Linked DNA regions of Mus musculus: all the other regions are linked to region 1. Evidence: chromatin contacts called from public HiCAR-type data. All regions are on one chromosome and are shown on one strand. The core of a region is the stretch at or near the end of the contact, and the rest is flanking DNA. Distances in the headings are between cores, read along the strand shown.

Region 1 (3,901 bases), core at 639-3,138:
ACCAGCGCTCCATGTACAGAGACCATGCTTAGCCTTGCCCTTATTTTTTTTTCCACCTGCGTTTCCTTTTCTGCTTAATAATCATCCGTTTGTACTTTTGAGAGAAATTCTCCACGAAAGATAAACTCCAAAATGAAGTAGACAAACCTTAGCATAGCTCATGTTTTGGCAGGAGAAAGAAAGTTAGGCTGGCAAGGTGACGTGGGGTTCAGAGGAGAGTGGATGATTCCGAATTCATTGGGTGACAGGTAGACATGATAGGTTGGGGTAAGCGACTTGGAACTGTTGGGCCCCCAAAGAAGACAAAGTGTTTTGGGCTCTGAAGCCCATTCTTTAGAGAAAACACAAAATCTTTGGGAAAGGAGGAAAACCTATTTGTGCAATTATATTTCCCCTGATTTGCAAGAAAGAAATGAAAAGGAAAGAAGGTTTAGCTCCCAAATATTTAGCAAGCAAATCAGCCAGGCTCTCGAGGGAGTGATTAAGGGTTTGTACAGATCGTTTTGTTTTTTGTTTTGTTTTGTTTTGTTTAAAGGAAATGGGCTTTATCTTCACCCTGCCCCCTGCACTTTGGTAAATACTAGTTTAAAAAATACCGCGCTGAGAATTTTAACAGATGATTTCTGGAGAGCTGACTTATGAACTAATTGGACACTTCTGCTATGAGGAGGAACAAAGACTTCTTTTTTTATTGGTCTTCAACTAAGGCATATACCTGTCTGGTGGCGTTGGCTCATTCTGCACATGCTCAGTTGAACAGAAATCTTCATATTGCATACAACCTAGCACAGCGGCAACACCCACAGCCTTACTCCGCGGCTGACCCTGTGCGTCCATTCCTTCTAGTGACATTTTTTTATGCTAAGAACTCCAACACTTATAGGGAGTGAACAAAGCAGATGCTGGTGCTGAGGAACAATATTCAATGGATTTAAAGTCTCTTTACGACACTCTTTTCCTGGTCCGTCTCTAGGTTTTGTCTAGCAGCAATAGAAACTGCATAGATATTGGTTAGTTTGGAGCGGGTGGCAGGCGAAGCTGTTTCGCTAGTTCACTGTTCTTGTTGTACACCTTCCTCTGCAGTTTTTGTTCCGTCCTTTCCTTGGACAATTCTCCCCCTCCCCCAGCCCTCATCTTCATTAAGGAATGGCAAGGTGGCACTAAAAGCATCCACCGCCGCCAAACACGGTCTTGAGTGACAATCTTTCTCCACCTCCTTTCAGGCTTTTTCATTCATTAGAACCTTTTCTCTGCGTTTCCCCCCTCCCCCAGCAAAAACCTGGGGAACGGCTTTCTGAGATTACGAAAGAAGAGGGAAAGCTGCCAGAGTGCTGAGCACGCCGTCTAAGAACGTGCAGACTGCTATGGACCTTTTGTCCCTCGCCCCTCTTCTCCACTTGGTCGCAGCTTGGGAGTAGAGGCGACGACCTCCACCAGCCCCACCTCAGCAGCTGCAACCCGCAACCCGGGCAGCTCCGCTAGCCGACCCCCAGCGCCCTCTAGATTCCCCGCGCCCGCCGGTTCTTCGTGACGTTGCGGGCGCTGCGCGCAGGCGCCACTGGGAGCGCTTTTTTTTTTTCCCCCTCCCTTCCTCCGCCTCCTTCCGCGGTCCACGCCTCCCAACGGGCTGGAGGGGCGGGGCCTGCGGGTCTCGCTGCCGTGCGGGCCGAAAGGGAGGAGGGTTAGTCCGCGCCAGGCGGGTGCTCGGGCTCGGGAGCCTGGCGGCTGCTGAGGCTGAGGGGAGGAGCTGAAGGCAGCGGTCGCGGCTCCCGCCCGCACTGAACGCTCATCCCGCGAAGCCCCCTCCCACACTCGGGAGGGCGGCGGCGGCGGGAGGAGGAGGAGAAGGAGGAGGGAGCGTCTCTGCCGCCGCCTCCTGGTCCCCAGCGCGGATCAGCCGCCACCACCTCCCTTCGCGACGATCCTCCCTCCATGGTGCTGCCGCGGCCCCCCCTGTAGCCCGAGCTGCCCCGCGCCGCGCCGGAGCCGGTCTCGGGCAGAGGGAGCGGTCGCGGCCTCGCGGCCCGCGCGGGCTGACGAGCGGAGAGTGCGGCGCTTCGCGGTCCCCGAGGGTCCGCACGCCCCGGCAGCGCGGTCGCCAGCCACCGCGCGAGGAGCAGCGGGCGGGCGGGCGGCGCCGGGCCCGGGCCGCCCTCGCTCCCACGCCCCGGCCCCGCCGCCCGCGCCGGGGCGGCAGCCGGCAGAGGAAAGGCGCTGCAGTCTCCGGGCCTCACGGCCCCAGTCGAGCTTCCTCAGCACCGAGGGCTTGCGGGTCCTGAGTGGAGGACACGAGCCCGGAGCCGGGCACTGAGCTCTTGGGCGCCCCCAACCCAGTTTTCAGAACCCTCCACGCTGCGGCCGCTGTCCCCTTCGGACCATGGCCGACGACGACGTGCTGTTCGAGGATGTGTACGAGCTATGCGAGGTGATCGGCAAGTGAGTCTCCACGCGAGGGAGCGGGAGTGTGGAAAAATGCTTTTCAGCGATGCCCGGGGCCTCCCGCACCCGTTCCGGGCCTGCCCCCTGCCCTCTCTCCCTCCCCTCTGCCTCCCTCGTTCTCTTCACCCTGGAGAATTTTTAGACGTGTACCTGGGTTTCCTGCCAGGAATGGGTCTGGGGGCTTCTTAGTAATGCGTGGAGGCCACCGAGCCCCGGTCGGCCACCCCATAAGGCGTGGGGCGGGCTCCCTGCATTTTATCTGACGGTTACACAGGGACGTGGCAGGACCGATTTTGTAGTTGCTTCCTGGGAACAGTTGGGGTTTTTGTTACCTTTCCTGTACCATAGACCTTTCACGAAAAGAGCAGCCTGCATTTCATGAGCTTGTGTGGAGAGAGCGAGAGAGCGCGTCCGGGGTTTTTAATTGTGGGGTGTGTGTCTATTGTGCCAGGATATTAGACAGATGCCTTTGTGTTCACCCCATGCCCGGATTTAAGAGGGTCATTGAAGACGGATGCGTCCAGTTTCAGCAAATTCTTCACCTGCCATAGACAAACATAGAAAGAGTTGGGGGCACCCAAATTTTTAATGCCTCGTTATGCAATGACTGTACAATCAGTGCTCGAGGCTCCCTTCCACTGTTGTTGGGATGGTGGTTAGCGTGGTAGAGCCGTCTGCTTTGAGTCACCGGGCTGGTCTAGAATATAGAACTGACAGTCCAAATGCTCATCCTTTCATCTGTGTTGTATAATTACACTAGGGAAAAGCAGGGAATCAGATTAATCACAGTCCTGATTGAGAATTAAATCTGCAGTTCCTCATCTAATTGTCCAGTCCTGAAATCTGTTTTGAATTGTTTCCTTTTCATTCTTGTCAAACAGTATTCCAAGTGCACAATCCTGCTAATTTGCTTGTGAGGGAAATGCTGGCAATCTGAAGTTGATTTCCTAGTTCAGCGTGTATTCTCTGGCTTTGGAAGTTGAGATCAGATTTAAGAGCGATTTTTGCTTATTTAATAGGGCTCGTTAGATGGCTAGTATTAGAATATTTTACTTCGTTTTGGAAGCGGTGCTTTATTGTCTATTTTAAGGTCCGCAGTTGGGAAATGAAACCAAGACAGCATTTGGCTCTAGCTCTTTTAAGTTGTCTGCACTATACTCAGTTTCAATTTTTTGAGTACGGGTAACTGATTTTTTTTCCTCCATGTTGAGATATTACAATACGGCTCACATGGTGAAATTGTGGGTAGAGCTTGCTACACTCTTTTCTTAGACCCAAATGCTCCTTGCCCCATTGTTCAGTGACCAGCCTATCTGTTAAGAGGAGGATGTCCAAATGTGTCTGGTACAGTCTTTGTGGATGTGCTCAGAGCAGCGCTGTTCAAAAGCTATTTAATGAGAGCCACGTGTAATTTGTCATTTTCTAGTAGGCACTTTAGAAAGATTTCAAACAAAAAGGTGCA
Region 2 (3,901 bases), core at 773-3,272, 3.0 Mb before region 1:
TCATTGAAGAATTGAGTTGGAATTTTGATGGGGATTGCATTGAATCTGTAGATTGCTTTTAGCATGATAGCCATTTTTACAATGTTGATCCTGCCAATCCATGAGCATGGGAGATCTTTCCATCTTCTGAGATCTTCTTTAATTTCTTTCTTCAGAGACTTGAAGTTCTTATCATACAGATCTTTCACTTCCTTAGTTAGAGTCACACCAAGGTGTTTTATATTATTTGTGACTATTGTGAAGGGTATTGTTTCCCTAATTTCTTTCTCAACCTGTTTATCCTTTGTGTAGAGAAAGGCCATTGACTTGTTTGAGTTAATTTTATATCCAGCTACTTCACTGAAGCTGTTTATCCGGTTTAGGAGTTCTCTGGTGGAATTTTTAGGGACACTTATATATACTATAATATTATCTGCAAAAAGTGATATTTTGGCTTCTTCCTTTCCAATTTATATCCCCTTGATCTCCTTTTGTTGTCGAATTGTGACAATTCCCTTCTGGTCGGTGCCAGCACCTGCTCACCTTGGGCTCGGAGTAGGCGGACACCCCCAGGTCCCCTTTCTTTTGTTCTTTTCTGATTAGAAGAAATATATCCCTGTTTTGCCTGTCATCTCAGCTTAAGCATTTATAACCTTATTGGATGAGTCCTCCATTTGCAAAAGCCACAGTTCCCAGATACTCATCCCAAGGTCACATAAAAGTAAAAGACCATTTGGAGTGGGGAACGCTGAATCCCATTCACCTATCCAAGGTCTCTTCACCACCTTTACTGGTATTCTGGGTGCCAGCTTCCATGGATTATACCACAGATGCATGAGTTTAATCAGTGAGAAGTTGATTGTATTATTTCCCTTGTGGTACAGGGAAATTGAGGGCTTAGCTTATGGCAGGCAAGAACTCTACTACTGAGCTATCCCTTCCCCTGGCTCCTGAAGATGACTTTTTCTATCCTTGTAAGAGTGGGGAAAGTTGGATGTCTTTAGGTTAGGTACTTCATCACAATGTTAGAGCAGCCTTTTGCAGTTAACTAAACAACAGCATTTTGTGTGTGTGTGTGTGTGTGTGTGTGTGTGTGTGTGTGTTGTGTGCGCGCGTGTGCGTGTGCGTGTGTGCAGATGATTGAAATGGGGATGAGTAAAGTAAGGCTGGGAAGGTTAATCCTGTTTGATCTATCAAGATGCGCCTTGGACTCTTCCTTGTTTTTATCATTAATGTAAGTAGGCATGTATTGATCACACATAGCTATGAGGTATATATTCGATTTTAGTTTTTATGTATATGGGTGTTTTTACCTGCATTTATGAATACAACATACATGTCAGGTACCCATTGGAGGCCAGAAGAGACCCTGTGATTCCCTGGGACTGGGATTACAGATAGATCTATAGGGTAAGATGTGGTTTTAAATACATATATAGGTGTTTTGCCTGCATGTGCAAATATAACTTGCATGCCTAATGCCCACTAAAGGTCAGAAGATGGTGTAGGATCCCCTGGGATTGAAATTACAGGTGTCTATGAGTGTTGGCTATTGACCATAGATCCTCTGTTGGAGCCATCTCTTAGACCCTGAGGTGACATTTTAGTACACATTTTCTTTTTACCACATCACTTAGTACTTTGTCTGCTTTCCTCTTGTGTCAGCTGGGTCATTGTGAAATTGAGCAGAAATCTTGCACAATAGGTTTAACACAGTGCCTGGCACTTGAAAGGCTCTTAATCTTTGGTCCCCTACTCTGATTGGAAGGGCTTCCAGCTCCTCAGCTGCACAGAGTGATCACAAGGCAGAGTGGAAAATATTTTGTAGAGGGCAACAGGGTCTTGACCCCTGGGGACGGACTTTCAGGTTCCAGGTCACCCTCCCAGCTGGGGTGCTCGCCCTCCTTGTGCCTGTGTTGTCGGGCTGGGGGGTGGGGGCGGGGGCGGGGGCGAGGGTTAAGAGCTCCACCCAGCTTGCGCGCCTGCGGGTGGACAGGCGGGCGGGGCTCTGAGTCTAGGCGGCCCTCCAGCTTAAAGCCAGCTAGTGTGAGGGGACAGTAAGCAGCGCGGTCGCAGGCAGAGGTCCAGACGCAGTAGCAGCGGACGCAAGAGACCTGGAACCTAGCAAGCAGCATGAGCAACAAAAGCGATGTGATCGTGGTGGGGGGCGGCATCTCAGGTCAGTCGCCTCTGTGAGCTAGAGCTAGAGCTATCTAAGTTCTCAGAAAAGTGGCTGGCTCGAAAGGCCTGCAAAGCAAAGGGGCAGGAGCTGACCCTAGATTCTAGACTGTAGGTGTACCTGAGGCTGTCTCTTTGGGTCAGAACTGAATTACTGTCTAGCTCTGTTTTTCCCAGGAAAAGGATTTAGTGAGTCCCTGGGCCACAAGTGGGCGACTGGAAGCATGCTGAGGGTTTGGGGTCAGACTTTGGACTTTTCTTAGGCTTGCTGGAATTTTCCAGCTGAGGAGAAAGGGGACTGGAAAGCTGGAGACAATTGCTGGGGTTGAGGGACCTGCAAAGGTCAGTAATTGGTTCCAGAATGACCTAGACACTGTACTCACTCAAAACAGGCAAGCAACAGGTTATTATGTTGGCACTGAACAAGTGGCCTTGAACAAGAAAAGGGGTGCTATTCTGACCAATCAATTGCCCAGGATCATTAAGAGTTCGGTAATTCCATGTGGTCCCTCGATGGCTATGGATCTGACAGAGCCAACATATTGTGTCTTCTTAGTGAATGCTCCCTCTAGCCTCACTTCACCATGCCATTTCTCCTTGAGTACCCTAGGGTGACTGAACTGCCACTAGGTTCTCAGGTCCAAAGACTGCCCATCCATAGGGAGCAAGGACAAGAAACACAGAAGCCAGAAGTGGGGAATGGGGAACCCCTGTGAGGAATGGGAGTCTAAGGAAGGTCAGGCAGACTCCATGGTATAGGGCTGGTGAGAATATGCAATGCTTTCAGTATGGCCAGCTTAACTGAGAGACTTAGACTCCAAGAGGAGTCTATTATTGGAACGGTAGTGAAGATGATATCAAAATCTGTAATTGTTTAAAGATTTGCCTTCACTTGACTTTTAATTGGACATATGGAGAAAGAGCCATCCTTTCTTGCTATCATGAGCACAGGACAGGGTGACCAAACTCTCCGGGAACCATAGAACACAAACAAGCATTGGATGGGTGCTGACCTTGGTTCTGTGTATTCATGGTAGCCCTCCTCACCTTTGGGTCAGATGTTGGGCTAATTAATACCTCTGTCTAGCCAGTCATGGTGAGCGTACCCACAGCAGCCAATCAGCCTGGTACTGCAGATGCATTGATGGGTGAGCACAGTGTCCTAAAATGGCAAGGCTGGACAGAAATTCAGCTTTCATGGCAATCCTTTTGGAATCTTCTATCCAAGAAAAGCTTGGAATGAACATTAACAGCATCCCCACGTAGGCACCATAGAAAGTATTACGGCTATAGCCACTGTCTTGCACAACACTCTAACTTGTGGGAAACTGAGCCTTCCCTTTCCAGGCCACTAACAAAAGTACTTCACTTTCCCAAAGTGCCTTCATGGGTTTTCTACTTTTTCCCCATTATTTTGGCTTTTCTCATTTATACTTCAAACTTTCAACTGTATGCTTTGTGTGTGTGTGTGTGCAGGGAACAGTACTCAGAACCCTACTGTGCCAGGCAAGGCTTCTACCACTGAGCTATATCCCTAATCTCTGTGCTCTAAACCTTCAAACTCACTGAAATTATTCATGTGAGACCCATATAGGAGAGGTATATAAAGGTTTAACTGTTTTTATAAACCATGATGGAACTCTGCATTAACTGATCAAAACAAGGGCATGAGGCAGAGACTACCCTTTGTCCAGAATTTTGTGTGGGATTGTCATTGTTTTAATAAAAGTGAGGGGTTCAAGTC
Region 3 (3,901 bases), core at 400-2,899, 2.8 Mb before region 1:
CTACAAATTATCATCATATTTCTACTTCAATGATCAACAACCACATTGCTTCTAGGGTAATTGCCTAAAGGAACCAGATTTTTGAAAACACCAATCCACTAAACTGTAGGCACTCAACAAGTGTGGAAGGAAGGAAGGAAGGAAGGAAGGAAGGAAGGAAGGAAGGAAGGAAGGAAGGAAGGGAGGATATATGTTCCCTTTTCTTACTGTCCACAAGGATTTGCTTCCTTCTGATACTGCAACACACAGGCCTATTACTTGCTGCCACTGGCTAGGATAGCCAAAGGAACAGTCCATACCAATCTGATAATTAGACTGTTTATCCTGAACAGGCTGAGTCCAAAGCTACCTATATCTAAAATAACTATATAAGCACGTTTATGGTCTACTCAAAGGGAACATATATTAAAATAGATACTGTGGGGGCACCCTATTTACTCCTTCCTACTGTCTTTCTCCCTCTAAATTATATCTTGCACACATCTCTGAAATTATTAACACTTGAGAGAAAGGGCTTGGACTTCTACCTAGAGACAAAGAATAACTCCTAAATTTTTACAATGACAATATAGGTGGCAATTTAATATACATATATTTATGAGGTCTCCAGGAAAATAGAGAAAAAAATTTCATCTTCCCCTTACTTGATGAGCCATTTAAGCCAATACCACAGGACAAGATTTAGACAGTGCAGCTCTCAGCAAAAGCATACAAGAGATTCCCTTTGAACAATTCACTACACTTTTATACAAGTTCTGAAAAAAACCCAGCAGGAATACGTTGAAACTTCCAGCTCTTTAAAAAAAAAATTACTTTTTTCTAAAAGATGCTGTCTCCGTATTTTTTTTTTTTTTTTTACCTACTCACTTTCTAAGCAATGGTGCTTCAGAGAAGAACTGAACTGAACTAATCCTACTACTACTTCAGTAGTACATACATAGACTGGCTGTTGTGCTATTCAGAGGAGAGGATGTGAAGTCAGGGAGGCTAAGCAACCACCTATAGAATTGGAAGTGAAGGTCTTAAATGGGAGAAAACAGGTCTGTGGCTTCCCAGGGAGGTATTCAGACACCAGGACAGTTACTGAAACTCTTAAGCCACAGTTGCTTGGTTTTGTAAAATAGCAAATGTGTTGCCAACCCACCACACTGTTGAAGACAGGGGAAACTCATGTAATCTGCTAAATGTAATTGCAAAACAAGAGCTAATTAATCATTAGTATTAAGTAGTTAGGAGTCAAATTATTTTGCCTCCCTCCACCAGTGTATGCAAAGGGACAAGCCCCTGCTCCCATCTGGCAGGATCTGGGGCCCTGTTATAGTTAACACTCACACGGAGGAGAAAGACCCTCCCAAACACAACAGGGACACTGCAAGTTCCCTACCCCTGGTCATCTAGGGCCCCTTATGCTACTATTAAAGATCCAAACTAACCTGAGATGCCGCCTCCAATCACGACTACGTCGAACATGTGGCCTGTGATACTGGGCTTCTCCAGATCCGTCATGGTTTGGGTAAAATTCTCCCGAGACTTGGGTTTAAAAGGGGGGACCGCCCAGGGTGGAACAGACCCTTGTACCGCCCCTTGACTGAAGTCCGAGGGCGGAGCTGATGTATCTATCCATACCCGGGAAGAGCCCGGCCCTGAAGGCGGAGCGCGCTCTTGTGCAAAAGCTAGGGGAGCGCTCAGGGGCGGAGCTGATCCTTGCTGAGATACCCAGGGAGAGCCCCATACGCAGGGCAGGGATGGCCCTAGCATAGGCACTTGAGAGGCATGGAAAGGAGCGGGCCCTTGATCATACAGTGGAGGAGATATGGATATAGGACTATCGAGTGACATAGGCAACAGGGATTCGTCACGGGGAGCGGAAAGTGTTGATGGTGATAACCAAGAAGAGGCTGATACAGAATGCCTGAGAGAATCTTCTGCCGATTCTAGTGGGGAGTTGTCTGGTGTGTCTGGCAGGGATGTGCTTCTGTGCATAAGATGTTCTGGTGCCAATCCCCAGGAGGGGCGACACAATACGGATGGAAGGGATGGAGTGGGCTCCACTGCCGACCCTTGGGGAGTGCTGGTCAGTGAGGCAGGGATAGACCCCAGTTCTGACTCAACAGAAGTGCTAAGTATAGAAGCCATGGAGGACACTTGCACAGAAGCCAACGAAAATCTTTGCCCAGATAGGGATGAGTCTGGCATTGGGATGGATCCTACTGTGGATATGCGCTGAGAGAAAGAGCTAAGGAGGGTGGAGTCTGAGGCAACTGTGGGGACCTGAACGCCCCGATGGTGAACGCGGAGGCCCTGGGCATTCCTCTGGCCAAAATTATCACTGAGGCTCTGAGGGATGTTGAGGGCACTCGAAGGACTCCCCTGCTCCTGAATGGATTCGTTCGTCCGAGTCGAGGGAAGGGGTTGGGAGACGGTCCGCCGCAGAGGGTGGGAGGACTCGAACGAGCTGGCAGAGCTACTACTGCCTGCATGGGACTTCTCCACGTGGGTCTGGGAAATGGCACTCCGGGCTCCGGGGGCCAAATCCACCTCACGCCCCCGGCCACCGCGGCCACGCGTGACGCCCCTGCCTGGGGGGAAGGCCTTCTTTTCTGACATAATTCTCACAGCGGCGGGAAGCCGCGAATGGCTACCCTAAACCACCCCCATCAAGGGCGCTCCGCTTTCAGGGCCCAGCCATTTGTTACCAGTCCGCACTCAGAAGCCTAACCCAAGCGCGCCCGGCCCACTGGGAGGCGGGAAGATGCGGCGTCAGCGCGGCGCAGCTCCGCCTCTCCCACCTGCAGGCCTCATTTGTAGGCCGCCCGTTGAGGCCGGGCGATACCACTATGACGCGGAGGGGGCGTGTCTGTGGGCGGAGTCCACGTCAGCGCTCGCGCGACGATGAGTCTTATTAGCCTGAAGCTTTCACGGTATTCTCTTTTATCTAAAAGTAATGTGAGCTGGGGCGCGCTCAAGAAAGCCTATATTTTAAGGAGACAAACCCGAAGGGAGAAATGGGGGGACTCTACCCAGCTCAGTTTGGTTTAGCCCTCTGGTGACGTCACGAGGAGGTGTTGTCCTCGCAGCCCTGCAGGGGTCTCCGACCTGGGGGGGTGGGGTGGGGCAAACCGCCACTCCAACGGAAAGGTTCTTGGAATTCTTTGGTGTGTTTATATCTGAACATATCTAACCACAATCTCAGGAACTATGCAAGAAAAAAAATAACTCAGCTATCACAAATTGTTACCGAGATTTAGACAGGAAAGCTAAGGGATGCCTAAGGTGAAAATAAAACAAGAAAATATGCGGAGCGGTGTAAAACATAGTGGCACACACTTGTAATCCAAGCATTTTGGATTCTGAAACAGAAAGATTGCAAGTTAGGGGCTGGTCTACTCTAGTGTGAGTCCAGGTCCTAGGGGTAGGGGGATGGCCACGGAGTGAGGAAGAGTTAGTGAGGGAAAGGAGAATTTAGTATCCTTAAACAAACACTGTTATTTATTATAATTATATATATATATATATATATATATATATATATATATATATATATATATATAATTTTATTTGCTGAAAAGTTCCATACTTACAAATTAACGTATCTCGATCATCTCCATCCCTCCCACTACCCAAAACACCTTCGTTATTATTTTTCTTTTAAAGATGCAGTGTCATAGTTTCACTGTGTTGATTGAATTGGCCTCTAGTAGTTCAAGGGATCCTCTTCTTTACCTTACCTTAAGCTCTCTATTAGCTGGAGCTATATGTAAGCCTTAACATGCAAAGATTCTGGAACATTCATGGGGATGTTAGTTCTGTGAGCTTCAATATGTTTACACAATGAAGCACTAAATTAAAATTTTATTACATTTATTTCTATTTATTTTGTGTGTGCTAGACTCAGTTCCCT

The links. HiCAR-type assays count read pairs that join an accessible place to other places.
Region 2: a contact with region 1 is called in a HiCAR-type map of astrocytes, with 6 times the contacts expected there. The contact joins the promoter of Maob here to the promoter of Cask in region 1. A contact is called at or near these places in 1 of 39 promoter capture datasets (cranial neural crest) and 2 of 115 datasets of contacts at active chromatin or transcription factors (astrocytes and stem cell-derived neural progenitor cells).
Region 3: a HiCAR-type map of astrocytes shows a contact between it and region 1, with 9 times the contacts expected there. The contact joins the promoter of Maoa here to the promoter of Cask in region 1. A contact is called at or near these places in 4 of 39 promoter capture datasets (cranial neural crest, frontonasal cranial neural crest, hippocampal neurons and 1 more), 4 of 484 Hi-C or Micro-C datasets (CD4 T cells, CD8 T cells, cerebellum and 1 more) and 2 of 115 datasets of contacts at active chromatin or transcription factors (astrocytes and embryonic forebrain).

What each region holds. Positions count from the first base shown.
Region 1 is chrX:13,844,543-13,848,443 of GRCm38.p6, reverse strand. It overlaps Cask (calcium/calmodulin-dependent serine protein kinase (MAGUK family)), which reads left to right and starts at 1,888. Exons shown (of 27, transcript NM_001284503.1): 1 at 1,888-2,436. The coding sequence starts at 2,378.
Region 2 is chrX:16,815,487-16,819,387 of GRCm38.p6, reverse strand. It overlaps Maob (monoamine oxidase B), which reads left to right and starts at 2,022. Exons shown (of 15, transcript NM_172778.2): 1 at 2,022-2,158. The coding sequence starts at 2,113.
Region 3 is chrX:16,617,446-16,621,346 of GRCm38.p6, reverse strand. It overlaps Maoa (monoamine oxidase A), which reads right to left and starts at 1,649. Exons shown (of 15, transcript NM_173740.3): 1 at 1,434-1,649. The coding sequence starts at 1,506.